Regions from separate parts of the Hordeum vulgare genome. Here region 1 is linked to region 2. A link is a contact called in public Hi-C data. All regions are on one chromosome and are shown on one strand. Each heading gives the region's core, a stretch centred on a gene start, on an enhancer-like site or on the middle of the called end of the contact. The rest is flanking DNA. Distances are from core to core; before and after follow the strand shown.

Region 1 (2,700 bases), core at 3-2,502, 460 kb after region 2:
ACCGTAAGTCGATACCAAAAAAATTGCAACTATGTTAGAAATCTACCTATATGTAGTGAAGAAGAGAGCGACAGGATATGAAAAATTATGGTGGTGTAGAATATGGCACAAACAGACTAGCATTATTTTGTCAATGGGCATGTGCAAACAAAATTGGGATATTCCCTTGGAGCAATGTTAAAAAGAAATAGATTGACAAAATCATCAAATATGCAAATGAAACTTTTTTGTGAGAATCTGCCGACTCGTCTTCCTCCGGGGACAGAAAAAGAAAACAATAAAAGCAAAATGAAATGGCAAATCTAATTACTAGTACAGGTGGAGTTCTGAGACAAAACATGATGCTCCCAATTAAAAAAGTCAGATGCATACAAAACTGTTGCTAGACGCAAATCAAGATAGACCAAAACGGAACTGCCATCACTCCAACCAAAAATTGCCGGCAAGAAGAACGACATCTGGACCTAAATCTTCCACTGGTGAAACCACATTGCTCCAACCAACACCTGGACTCAACCACTTGTAGGGGAAGCCTGTGGTGACCGCGGCATTTCACATCTAGCGTAGTACTGTAGTATGTCCGAGTAGCCCGCACGCAAACCAAGGACAAATCTTAACGCAATGGCCGGGCAGAAGGAGGGATGTGGGAGAAAGGGCTCACCTTGGAGGACTTGGCTCCCGACTTGGACCTGCGGAGCAGCGCACCGGCTGCCTCCGCCTGCGCCGGCGTATTGGGCGCGGACGCGTGCGCCGCCGCCGCCGCCAGCGCCGCCGAGTCCTGGGAGAAGGCGTCGGACGCGCGGCGCTCGCTGGCGCAGTCCTCCCGGTCGCCGGCGACGGCGGGGAGGTGCGCGCAGAGGCCAATGCCCATCGCCCTCTTGGCCTTCCTCCACATCCCCTCCATGAGCGCCGACACCCGGCAGATTCGCCCCCTGGGACCTCACACAAAACGCTTGTGTACTACGTAGTATACGTGACACCCGCCTCTTCTTCCCTCTGACTGGTAGGGGTACTAGGAGGAGAGGAAGGGGCGGTGGTTTTGAAGGAGGGAGGGAGCCGCCATTGGAGAGCGAGGGGAGGGGAGCGGTGGTGTGCGTGCTGCCTGCTTTTGGTTTGACCTCTGCGGCGAGAGAGACAGGGCGACAGAGAGACAGCCAGGCAGGCTGGCAAGCGGCGCACAGGAGGATGGTGGAGAGGGGGCGGCGTTTTGACTATGGTGGGAGAAACGAGAAATTGGTGCTGCCAAGGCTTTGGCTGGTTCGGTCGCCGGTTGGTGGGCGCCATAAATCGCAGTGAAGCTTGTGGCTGTGGGCGGGCGGGATACGTACCTTCATGGATGGATGAAATGTCAAATCTCACTACTAGTAGTACCTTCATGGTGTATGCACACACGTCAGACCAGTTGTCTCGTACCTATTAAGGCCCTCTTTATTTCACAAGTTCCGGAACTTTTTTTTTTAGTTTCAACTGGCAAAAATTCCGTGCGTTGCAACGGAAGAGAAAATAACACATGCTTTGAACATAATATATTTTCGCATGGCGTCACATTTGTGTTGTCGACGATGACCTTAGTGCTCACACAACGAAAACGCGTTTGAATGTACAATCACTCGAAATAAGATGAGAAATATGTTGTTTCTCCCCATGAGATTTTCCAAAGGTGTGCATGTGTGGTTAACGATGTTTCTTTCCTCTCAATTTGATTTTAATTTAATGGATATTTATTGCAATTCGTATGGTCGTCGTAAAGAGAGAAAAAAAAGAGTGTGCACTACAGATTAAGTTTGCACCAAAAATAATATTTAATAAGTATTCAACAGCTAAAAATAACATTCTGTTTAGATTCTATACATTTTTTCAATCAAATTTCATATATAACATGTTAAAATCGGAGTTACGGTTTAAAAGATATGGATAATTTTGTTTTAGATAAAATATTGATTGATTAACTAAAAAGTCAGGGTTTTTTTGTTAAAACAAAAAAACGTTTCGGCTGACTTAAATAGGGACGGCGGGTTGATTACCTGAAACATCAGGGAGTTTTCTATAAAATGCAAAAAAACGGTTCGGCTCTAACTAAAAGATGGACCGCGGGTTGATTATCTAAAACTGTGAGGATTTTTTTGCAAAACGACAGAAAACGGTTCGTTCTGACTTAAAGTTGGACTGTGGGTTAATTAACTGAAACTGCGAGGGCTTTTCTGCAAAATGACCGACGACGGACGACAGAAGCGATGCGTGCTTTATTATTAGGGGAGACTTAAAAGTCCCTAGTCCCTACCCGTTTGTTTCCAGAGACTAAGAGGGTGCTTGGATACGTTTTAGTCCCATGACTAAAAGTAATGAGACTAAAACTTGCTAGCCTCACCGATGCTTGGATTCAAGTACTAAAGAGACTAAAATCAGTTAATGAGTATTTATTATCCTCCAAACCCTCCAATCCAGAACTTGCATGAGGAGTTAAATGAAGAGAGAGAGGACTAATGCACATTTTAGTAGGGGTACCCCTGACTAAAAGATTTTAGCCTCAAGACTAGTTTTAGCCTCTCTTTAGTCAAGGGTGCTTGGAACTTTAGCCTCTTAAAGAGACTAGTTTTAGTCTCTTGGATCCAAGCACCCTCTAAATAGGGACTAGAGGTCATTAAATGACATGCAAAAAGACCATGTTACCCTTAGTGATGTAGTAGTAGTTATTAAATG
Region 2 (2,700 bases), core at 161-2,660:
CCAAGGACGGTCCAAAGGGGGGAGGGGCTACGGGCGCAGTTAAGGCTCCTGAGTCGCGATGCTCAGGAGTCCCCCTTGATGTATGAGTGACTCCAGCGTTCTCCCTGAGAGATTTGAAGTGGCTTGTCGAGCGCACTAGGCTCTACGTCGACAGGGCCCGCCCTGCGCGTACCTCCCCGCGATTGGACCGACAGGAAACCAAGGACGGCCCAAAAGGGGGAAGGGGCTACGGGCGCAGTTAGGCCCCTGAGTCGCGATGCTCAGGGGTCCCCCTTGACGTACGAGGGGCTCCGTACCTCCAGTTCTGTGTCCCCCGCACTTGGCGTGGGCGTAGTCGTAGGTGGACTGGGTTGATTTCCTGGCGTGCTGCTGGCCTGGTCATTGACGGACTGTGTTGATCTCTTGGCCAACTGTTGGCTTAGTCATTGGTGGACTGTGTTGATTGCATCCGTCTTCTCCCCAGCGCAGAGCGTAGGGCTGTCACTAGGCGTGGGGTGGACCCCTCCGCGTCCCGGGGGCCCCTGGGCGTATACAGCCTCGGCTCGTTATTACGTGAGAGTGTCACGATGTGGTGTATCTCGGAGGTCGCGAGGACGCGTTGGCCTCGCGATTGACCCTACCCCCGAGTCATTACTCGCCCGTCCTTCCTCTGCGGCATCCTTGACTCCTCAGGCCGAGCCTTGCCTCGGAATATCCACCGCTCCGGAGGGGTCCTGAGGAGGCCCCCTACAGGTATCGATGTTGCTCCTCTTCACGAGGCTTGGCCCCTCGCGAGGGCCTTGTCTTGGATGGTGTCGGGCCGTTGGTTTGCTTGATGAAGCGGGCCACCTCTGGGCCACAGCGACGCATCGTGGGCATACGATACGGACCATGCGGATGCAGCGCGTGCGTGCCCATAACGTTCGTAGTACTCCAGCATGTATCCTACGAGCCCGAGGCAGGCGAAGCATGTCGGCACGCGACCACTACGACTACGAGGCCGTATGATCCGAAACGGAGGGACGGGAGGCCGCCTCACGTGGTCGGGGCGAGCAGGTATGGGCGCTCCGGGAGGAGATGTGCGCGACGGCGGGTCACATTTTCAGCTCCCATTTTCGCTGGCTCAGCACGCATACGGCCCCTAATCCATCCGATTAAGATATTTATCGGTTGGTTAGTCCACGCACTCCACTAGGAGGACCAAGCGGCTCGCTCTCACCGGAGGCTCGAGCCACAGCCGCCGTCGCTCTCAGGGCGGCCGCTCGTGTCTCCACGACGCGACACGCGGCCCACCGCGGGCGGCCGAGATCGCGCGCGCTGCACGGCTCCCGGCTCAGCCCCGAGCCGTGACCAGCCGAGCGGCTAGGTTAGGTTGGCCTTCCCCCCTGCGGAGCCGGGCGGGCCCCACCCATAGTGGAAAGCGAGGAAAAAAGGCGACGGAAATATCTCAAGGAGTGGACGTCCCACCGTCGCAGACCAGCCACCGCCCCCGAATAGTTTACCATACCACCAGACAATGGAGCGGGCCGGACTGCGACGGGCGGAGGCAGCCGCCGCCGGGCGCGGCCGCCGTTCCTAGCACAGGTTCACTGCCGACCGGCCGCAACCCATCGTCCTCCTCCGGCCGCGGGAGCTCGCCGGGAGCCGGGTTGATTGGGGGGGTGCCAGTGGCCGCATACATGGAGGAGGAGGCGTCCGCAGATCCAACAGCCGCCGCCTCGTCCTCCTGCGTCTACTTCTCCGGCTGCGGGCTCTGCTGATTCGGACGCGCCCGTGGGGAGTCTCTGGTGATTGCGCGCGCACAGGTGACTTGCTGGGCTTGGGTATGGTGGGCGCCGGCGAGGGGGGCCGCGCTGGCGGCAGCGGCGCCGGGGTGGGGGCAGGGGCAGGGCAGCCGTTCGTTGACCGGAGCAAGGTGAGGATCCTCCTCTGTGACAGCGACCCCGACAGCTCACAGGATGTGCTTCGCCTCCTCTGTAACTGCTCCTACCAAGGTCAGTTCACCTGAGGCTTGTTAACCATGTGTTTCATGCTTGCTTGTTAATCATGACGAGTATTATTATTACCGATGCAACTAGTATCACCATGTTCTCTGAATCTCTTCTATTGACGTATCTGGTGCTCGGTGGTGGTGGTATTGCTACCTTCTTTTTCAGTGACCTGCGCCAAGTCTCCACGGCAGGTGATCAACGTGCTCAACTGCGAGGGCGCTGAGATAGACATCATCCTCGCCGAGGTCGACCTGCCAGTCTCCAAGTGCTTCAAGATGCTCAAGTACATTGGCAGGAACAAGGAGCTGCGTCACATCCCCATCATCAGTAAGCTGTCTTCCAGTTCCCATAATTCTGTCCAATTCCTGTGCCATGCTTGTATTGATGATATTCGTACGGATGCAATTACGCAGTGATGTCCAATAGAGACGAGGTTTCTGTTGTTGTCAAGTGCTTGCGGCTCGGGGCAGCCGAGTACCTGGTCAAGCCGCTTCGCATGAATGAGCTCTTGAATCTGTGGACCCATGTGTGGCGAAGGAGACGGATGGTAAATGGCAATTTGTTTTTTCACCTTCGCTGGTAGTGTTAAATAAAAGAATGCTCTAAGCTGGTATGCATGTGGTCGTTGCTCTACTGTTTATGAATTGTTCTTGAACTGAATATTGCTGTTGGCAGCTTGGTTTGGCCGAGAAAAACTTCTTCATTGACAATCTTGAGTTGGTGCTATCCG

What was found. A called contact is a pair of places that touch in the nucleus more often than the background predicts.
Region 1: a contact with region 2 is called in a Hi-C map of leaf, with 3 times the contacts expected there. The contact joins the promoter of LOC123402752 here to the promoter of LOC123401310 in region 2. A contact is called at or near these places in 2 of 6 Hi-C or Micro-C datasets (leaf and seedling).

Annotation. Positions count from the first base shown.
Region 1 is chr6H:368,562,589-368,565,288 of MorexV3_pseudomolecules_assembly, forward strand. LOC123402752 (E3 ubiquitin-protein ligase WAV3-like) reads right to left here and starts at 1,253. Exons shown (of 2, transcript XM_045096705.1): 1 at 662-1,253. The coding sequence starts at 904.
Region 2 is chr6H:368,099,418-368,102,117 of MorexV3_pseudomolecules_assembly, forward strand. It overlaps LOC123401310 (two-component response regulator-like PRR1), which reads left to right and starts at 1,411. Exons shown (of 6, transcript XM_045095084.1): 1 at 1,411-1,973; 2 at 2,136-2,297; 3 at 2,384-2,517; 4 at 2,646-2,700. The coding sequence starts at 1,805.